2 separate regions of the Gossypium hirsutum genome follow, and region 1 is linked to region 2. A link is a contact called in public Hi-C data. All regions are on one chromosome and are shown on one strand. The core of a region is the stretch at or near the end of the contact, and the rest is flanking DNA. Distances in the headings are between cores, read along the strand shown.

The links. A called contact is a pair of places that touch in the nucleus more often than the background predicts.
Region 1: a Hi-C map of leaf shows a contact between it and region 2, with 2.5 times the contacts expected there. The contact joins the enhancer-like site here to the promoter of LOC107901115 in region 2. A contact is called at or near these places in 8 of 34 Hi-C or Micro-C datasets (callus and leaf).

What each region holds. Positions count from the first base shown.
Region 1 is chrD06:13,325,043-13,329,731 of Gossypium_hirsutum_v2.1, reverse strand. No RefSeq gene overlaps it. Among protein-coding and RNA genes, the nearest start is that of LOC107901113, 34 kb to the left of the region's middle. Within about 2 kb of position 1,666, at least 3 of the 9 cell types and tissues checked have an H3K27ac peak or open chromatin away from gene starts, as enhancers often do. A contact at or near this core is called in leaf, where this site is marked.
Region 2 is chrD06:13,282,962-13,287,382 of Gossypium_hirsutum_v2.1, reverse strand. LOC107901115 (GATA transcription factor 21) reads left to right here and starts at 2,303. Exons shown (of 3, transcript XM_016826992.2): 1 at 2,303-2,987; 2 at 3,077-3,439; 3 at 3,559-4,140. The coding sequence starts at 2,802. The coding sequence ends at 3,906.

The sequences.
Region 1 (4,689 bases), core at 417-2,916, 43 kb before region 2:
TGTGGGGCTTTGCGATTGACTATAATATTTTTTAGTATTTGTCAAAAAATGAATTAAAAAATATAAGTGAGACATACTTTAAGTATCAATTTGGGAAGTGATTGATACTTTAGGTATTAAATTGGAAAAGAAAAATAGATACCAAAAGGTGAGAATGAGTATATTTGAAGAGCAAAATTGTGAATTTAGCTACCGATTATTTTGTGATTGTATTGTTGAAACTGTGGATAATCTTGGTTAAGGGAGTTTTTGCTTCCAAAAATAGGTTCTAGTAAAATTATTAATATATTTCTGTTCAATAATAATGTTAAAGAAAAATCCTTATCATGTTGTCATTTTTTATATATAACTGGATATCGGATGAGAATGTAAGAACACCAATGCTCTTGTACACGTTTTCTCTCGTACAAAACTAAAATGTTGGTCCTCTTTTTCCCTTATTAACAGCGGAGAAAAGTTCTCTTTCTCTATTGAAAAGATAGATAAATTAATCATTGTACACTAGATGAGTGAGCAAAATAACTCCCTCCATTAAAATGGTACCGTTAAATGTTTGTTTTGTTGTTTATATGTAAGGTGTAATAATAAATTTAGCCCTCAATCTTTACACAAATTTGAGCCCTATTCTCTTTTATTGGAAGTAAATTAAAATTTTTTTAAACTAATAACGCTAAAAGGTCAAAAAGACCTTAGTAGCAAATTAAAAAATCAATTAAATATTTTTAAAATATAGAAGTTATTAAAAATCATAAAAATTATAAAAAAAATTATTTTATTAAAAATTACAATATCAACCCAATAAAAGAGTAGGGGTTAGTTTTTTTTAAAAAACCTTATAACCATTATATTTTAGTGGAACATTATTGTTATTTTCTAATAAAAAATTATAATTTATAATCTTTTTAATAATTTTAAAATGTTAGAAAGTCTTAATTGATTTTTTTTTTTAAAATTTCCTACCAAGGCTTTTTTACCCTTTAGCCTTATTAGTTTAAAAAAACTTCTAATTTACTTCCAATAAAAGAGTAAGGGTCAAATTGAATAAATGTGTAACGGTTGAAGGCTAACATGTCCAATAATTAATGTCGTTAAAATTCTTTTATTAAATTTAGAGTGATTATCACATGTCCACCGAGTTTTTTTTAATTGTAAAATGTTACACTAGTGAATTTAATAAAATAATTTTAACAGGGTTAATAATTGAACCTAAATTTTAAATTTAAAAAGTTTAGGGATTGAATTTTTGAAAATAAAAATAGATGAACTAAATTTTAAATGTATAAAGAGTACAATGACTTGGAAGATCTTATTATTTTTCTTTTTTTTTAACCATACTCTAAAGATATATGTTTTCTCTTTAACCCTATTTATGAAATTTACAAAGTGCACTAATATAAAATATCACAAAATCTGGAATTAAAAAAAAAATCCCAAAATCTATATAATATAAATATCAATATATTAAAACTTGTATAGATATAAAAAATATGAGATAAGCACATGAAGAGGATATATATATACACACACATTAGGGTTTGGGTGATGAAAAATTTGCAGCCACCATAAGTTATGTAGGGAAGAGGATGGGAGCTATGGGCATTGGGGGGTAAAATGAAAGAGTGGTGAAAGGGGCGATGGATGGATGGGGCCGTAGCAGCTCGTTGAAAACAACCCATGCTTGGACATACCCTTCACATTTCTGACACCCATTTCACCATCAATTTTAACGTCCCCATCCATGTCTCTCCCACCTCTTTCTTTTTAACTCTTTAAACCATTTGCTATACGAGTGATTAACAACCTGCCTACGTAGCCTGCTTCTTCATCGTATATATTATACCCGCTTTTAATATATAATTTCCTCTCTCAATTTAATCACCAATATTATGGTTTAGATTTTAATTAAGTGGTTTAACATTAGCAATTATTAAAATACTCTTGCCGTTGTGCTGTCCAATCTTGTCTTAGTCAAACCTACACGCAATTATTTTTCTCCAAAAAAAAAAAAAATTGTGTTGAAATCAAAACAGGAGTAGTACCGAAAAGACCATAGTACGACCTCGAATGCCCATTTCTAAGGACTGAGATTACTCTCCCATCATCAGTTCAGTACATAGGATAAATAAATAGATAAAAGGAAAATGTAAGACAGACACATGGTTGTAACAGTATCAGGTAAATTCCAACATTCGACAACATCTGATCCAAAAACCCCATGGACAAAACAGTCAAGCACGCCTAGTCTAGTTATAATATATCAAAGGAACATTAGTGAACAGAGTTCTTCATGGGCGGTAGAACTGGTAACCTGGTACCGGCAAATATAAGGAAATGGAAGAATTTTTAGAATAATCCTATGTATCTCTTTCGAATCCAACCAAAAGATAATACTTCTGACTTATGGTGATACACTTCAGATCTGAAACACGAGAAGAGAGTGTGTGTATGTTTTTTTTTTGTAATAAATGCTTTTACTATACAGATTACAGTTTTTTCGTTTTTTTTTTTATTTTAGAGAGAGAAACCATTGTGTGTTCATGTGATGATGTGATATGCTTAGATAGATTTTTGAACGGGAGGGTGGTAAAAACATGGAGAGAGGACCCAAATTCGTTAGAATTAAATCACAGCTAAAATTTTGTCTATCTAAGCGACCAAACTAATCCCACTGTCTCATATGTTGCTTTTAACATCGAGCTTTTTCTTTTGTCTTGTTCCTTTCTTCCCTCAGCTTTTTCTTTATGTATATAATCGGCTATTTTACCCCAAATCACCCAATAAAATTTAATTATTTAGGTAAGTGATCTTGGTTAAAAAACAATTAGCTAAATGGTTTGAAATGAACATTAAAATTAAGTAGGGAGACTAAATGGCTGACATCAGTATTTTTTTGACATATTCATTGTCTGATGATTATGTTAGGTGTTAAAAAATAATTTTTTGAGTGTTGGGGACTAGATGATCGGCGCAATTGTATATTTTTTTTCACCCAATATCATACTAGTATACGTTTATATCAATATTTGAAAAAATAATTTTTGGGTACTGACACACTAATGGCTGACACTATTTTATTAGATTTAAATTTTTTTTTGGAGTGCTGACACACTAATGGCCAACACCCCTTTTAAAATTAAAAAAAAAATTTGGGTGCTGGGACATTGATGACCGACACCCTTGTACTAGATTTAAAAAAAATTTGGAACTTTCTGCACTTGCAACGCCTGTTTCGCAGGTCAATTGCGTACGACCTAGGCGAAATTCCCGAGTACCGGTCGATGTACTCTTGAACCCGAAAAGTCTCCAAGTCGCGTGAATACAATTTTGCATTCATCATCTGCGCCCTTCGAGCGTTTACTACCATGGCCTTTCAAATGGCCTCAATGTACACGTGCCCAGCCTCTATCTGCTTTTCTTGTCTCAGCTCTATCCTTGGCATCAACGTGGTCAACCTATAGAATGTTGCCGAAAAAATAGCAGAAATTGGCAGATGACGTGTACGCCTAAAAACTAAGTTAATCGCCTCTACGAGGTTGGTCGTCATTTGACCATACCGAAACCCATCATTGTGACTTTGACTCCACTGCTAGTTCTCCATTCTACCCAACCACTACCGAAGATGGCATTTTTGGGGTAACGATGTCATCTGAGCTTTAAGCCTTGTGAACCTTTACCTGAACCTGAACGGTTCTAACTCAAAGCTTGCGTATGCAATTTCGAACAAATATTTTAAAAAATTATAGAGTTATAAATTTAGAAAAAAAATTTAAAAAATAAAAACTGATAAATCTTGAAAAAAAATACAAATAGATCCTAAAAATAAAATATGAACAAATCAATTTTGGAACATTATTTTTTACCCATGTTCACGATTTCTCTCCGTCATTCTTTATTCTTATAATCTTTGTGAAAGTTTGTCGCAATGTGCCGGATGCAATAAACGGACCTCTATGGAACTTCTGAATGCCTTATCGTAACAAGTAGTCATTTCAATCTGTTCGAGATGAGGCAAATGTTATTTTGCCTGACAACGTGCCTCCACAAATTATTTAAGAAAAATTCCCATGAATTGAAGGCCTTACCCTCCACGATGGCGGAAGCGATAGGAGGTACATTTTGGTTGTTGCCTTGTGCAACCGGAATCAAAAGTATTTGTGTGTATTTACCGTAGAGCCAGGTTCCATCCACCAGCACCAATGACTTGCAGTGAAAGAAGACCCTAACACACGGCTCAAATGTCCAAAATAATCAGTGCAAAACTTGTTTCCTCGGTTCTATCTCACCGTTCGGGCCTCTATGCGGTAGTGTTTGCAAATCAGTCATCGTTCCCGACACATACTCCTGCATCGTGGCTAACCACCCTTCAAGTTCGTTGTATGACGCATCCTAATCACCATACAACTGCTGCATCACCATTTGCTTCACCCACTATGCCTTTCTGTAGGAAACTCTGTATTTGAATCGAGCTTGCATGTCTGCAATAAGGATCGATACAGGGATGGTGGGCATGTCTTTCACCAATGAAATGATGCAGTTGCATATGGTTTTTACATCTATTTTCGATGGTCTTGCGACATACGAGTGACCGCGCATGTGTGAGGACCTTTTATTTTCTTGATTGTCCACATATGAGTCCGCTGCATTAATGTAGCTTAAACACGTTAGTTACAACCACTTGAGGCTTTCCAA
Region 2 (4,421 bases), core at 1,054-3,553:
AGAGTTGGAACCCAATACGTTAGGGCTCAATCCTTTCGAAGATTCCAAATACCTAGTATTGCCCTTATTTTTCAAAATTTTCTTTTTATACGAATTTGGGTAAAAATTATATAATGGAGTAACAATTGTGATAATGTAAATATAAATAGCATGATCAAGAACAATAATAATAATAATAATGATGATGATGATGACGAAAAGATAAATAAAAAAACAAATTAATCATGTATACACAATATCAAGTAAATAAACAAATAAAACCGAAGCATTTAAAGAATATAATAATGATAATAATGGTCATGTGAATAAATAAATAAATAAACATCAAGTAAAGCAATAATAATAACAAAGAAAATAGATAAAAATTATAAAATATAAAAATATATATATGTACATATAAGAAAAATATATATGTATGTGAATTATAAATATATATATAAATATACATATTTTAATATGTAATATATATATATATATATAAAAGTATGTATATAAAATTATGAAACATAGAAAATATATAAAAGTATGTGTATATATATATTTATAAAAATTAAAAAATGTGTACGTATATGTATATATTATAAAATGCATGTATGTACACATGCATATATAACAAAATTTGAAATTTAAAGGCATAAAAAGTAAATAATAATGATACAAGATTAATGATGCTACATAATAGTATTAATAATATTAATTTAATTAATTTAATAATAAAAAAACTAAAATAACAAATAGATGATTAAATAGCATCGACCAATGAATTTAAAACAAAGAGTATAAAAAAAATAAGGCAAAATAAAATGTAAACAAATTTGAAAATAATGAATTTGAAAATGAATAATAAGGGAAAAATAGATTTGAAATCAACAATATACAAATCAATAAATAAATTATACACAGATCAACAAAATAAAAACAAATCACAGAAAATAAGAACGCAAGAGAGAGAGAAATTTGAGTGAATACTCTTAAGAATTATTATTACTCCCAAATCAAGTGTTTTACAATGAAGGGAGGCCTCTATTTATAGTTGAGCCTCCCCAAATCTAACAGTACAGATCAATTACATCAACGACTAAGATTAAAGAGTATCTACAAATTAAATTTCTAATATTACAAAATCATATCTTCTAAGATTGCATATCATATCTAAGATTGCATATATCATATTTAAGATTGCATATCATATCTAATATTGCTTATCCTTGAAGATTATGTTTCCATAAGCTTGTAGATGGACCTTCAACCTTTTCAAGTAATGGGCCATTCCGATCGGGCCAAATGATATAATTTTGTACTGGACTTGGACTTTGTTTTATTATTTTGGGTTTATTATTTTTTTGCGAGCCCGGACTAAATTAGCCTATTACAATAAGTTTCCCCGAAATAATATGATCTTCATTGATTAACTAAATATAATTTACAATCTTAGCTCAACTTAAAGATATGATTCAATAAATTGTCAATTTCCTAATATGACAAGTTACTGCAGTGATAAAAGAAGTGAGCACTTCCTCAAATATATCTCAACAACTCCAAATATTTCAAGATAGAACTATCTTGGTTGCTTAGCTAGCTTAAATATTCTGTTTTCTTTTTCTCAATTTTAACAAATGATATATAAATTATATATGGCCAGCTGCTGCCTTCTAAACGTTTCCTAGGTGAAAGGGAAATATGTATGTAAAGTTATATGTAAAAATGAAATTATATAAGGAGCATGATATCGTCAGTGTGAAAGAACATGTATTAATTCTAAGATTCGTGATTATGGCAATTGGCAAAGTTGTGGGGTGCTGCATTTGTCTCTTGCCTGAACAATGCATTGAATGTTTTTTGGCAAGACTAAGGTAGTGAAGAATGGAGATATATCACATGTATACATATATGTCTTTCTCATGAAAACTGTAGCCCTTCTCTTCTAGTACTCATATTTATGTATGCACCGCATGCTCCAATTTTCCTTATATAAAATATACCCTCATATAGAACTAATACTACAATTTATATATCTGAAGATATAATGCTCTTTGTATTCTCTGACTGTATCATGCGTCACCATATCTGTCATCTTACTAGCAAATTCTAGGTATATACTAGTAAAGAAAAAGGCTTAGCCAATTTAATCCTATGGTTCACCATAATGCTAATTTACAGTTTAATAAAGATTCATAGAGAAATTAAATTATATTGTGTTATTATAATACTTGTAATTAAGATTAGAATTTCTGTGAAGATGATCAGATTTTTTGGGTCAATAAATTTGATATATATTGTATATAGTACTAACATGAAGGTCACAATCTGTGAGAAGATCACAATTGGGATCAAATTTTGTTTTATATGTTTAAATTAATGAAATATTATATGATTAATTTGTGTGGCTACCATTAAATATTGAAAGAAGTCTATCTTTTCTGTTCTTTCGAAATGACATCAAAAGGTGAGTAAAAAATTCCTGCAGATAGGGTTTTTTTAAATTTATTATTATTCCTTTAAATATTTCTGAATAGGATGGAGCAGTAGCATAGCATTCCATACTTCTCCAGCATAGCATTCCATACTTCTCCTTTTATTTCCTTTTTGTCTTTTTTAAACATGTTGGCTCAGGTCTCTCATATATTCAAATCACGTGAACCTCTTATTTCTTTGCTCTCCCTCTCTCTCTAAACTGGTTTACCCTTCAATAGCATAATACCCCTCCTTTTTTTCTTTGCCCTTTTTTTTTCGATCCTCCACCTTTACTGGACAACACCAACAACATATCATTGCTGTTCATCACCTGATCTCTCTCCCTAATGTCTTCTAGTAATTGCTATTCATCCCTTTATCCTTTTCCTTTTGACCTTAACGAAGATGATCAACACCAACACCACCACCTTTTTACATTTAAATCTCAACCTTCTTCATCTTCTTCTTCCTCAACTGTTCATCACCTAGCAGCAGGTTCTTGTCAAAGGGAACCCCAGGAGTTTCAAGATCAGGTGATATTATAATTACCACTTCACTCTTTTATTTTATTAAAATTTAATGTGACGATCACTTAGGGTTATGATATGATCTTTTTTTTTAGGCTAAGATATATGTTTCAAAAGATGGGGCATTGGAGAACAGTGACTGCGGACTCAAGTTATCATTATGGAAAAAAGAAGAAAGGGTCGAAAGTGATCATCACCATGAGGACAGTTCTACTAAGTGGATGCCTTCAAAGCTGAGAATTTTGAGGAAGATGATGAGTTCCCATCACACCGATTTATCGAAAAGCTCTTCGCCGAAAATCGAAGACCAGAAGCTTCAGAATCAGCCCTCACCATCTCCAGATAACAGCTGCAACTCTTCCTACAATAATGATATCAACAACAGTCCAATTAGGGTTTGTGCTGATTGCAACACAACTAAGACTCCTCTTTGGAGGAGTGGTCCTAGAGGTCCCAAGGTATAGTTGAATTTCCACTCTTTTCTAATCAATACCCTATACAATTGCTACATAAGTTTTGAGATAATTAACTGACTTTTTTTTTTCATTCTGTTTTTCACCTTTTGGTCGCACTGCAGTCTCTTTGCAACGCCTGCGGAATTCGACAAAGAAAAGCGAGACGAGCAATGGCTGCAGCGGCGGCGGCAACAGCGTCCAATGGAACTATTGTTACAGCTGAGACAACGACAAGCATGAAGAATAAGGTTCAAAACAAGGCCAAGAGATCAAGTAATGGTTGTGTTGCAAAGTTAAAGAACAAAAAGTGCAAACTCAGTTCCCAACCCCAAGGTAGAAACAAGCTTTGTTTTGAGGACTTGAGGATAATATTGAGCAAGAGCTCGGCTTTTCATGGAGTTTTCCCTCAGGATGAGAAAGAAGCCGCGATCCTACTGATGGCCTTATCGTATGGACTTGTTCATGGTTGAATTTCGCAAAGTCGCTAGGCTAGCTTTTATGTTGTTGGTTTTATTCTTAATTAGCTTTAATAATAATGTTATAGTAACTGAGTTTGTATGTCTGAGTTTCGAGGAAATTAAGATATGAAATTGGTGTGAGGGAACAAAAAACAGCAATGTTTGGATTTTGAATCTTTTATTAAATTATATATATATTATGTTGTGAAGTTCATAATAAATTACATTTCAAGGCTTTTATTTCCACATCTCTCTCCCTCTCTTTGGTTTCATTATTTTTTTATCATACAACTTTTAAGGATTAGGGTTCAAAAATCAATAAACCGTCAAGAGTACTTAATTAATAATTATTAGATTTTGGCCATGAGAGAGTCAACTTGTAGGGTCACGTGAAGAACCATTTTCCTGTTATACAGTTTTATTCATTGTTATTGTATACAAGTAGAATGAAATGAAGAGCAATTTAGGAAGAAAACAATAAAGGTCTGATAATGGGGGTTTTGCAGAGGAACTTTATTCATGGATAA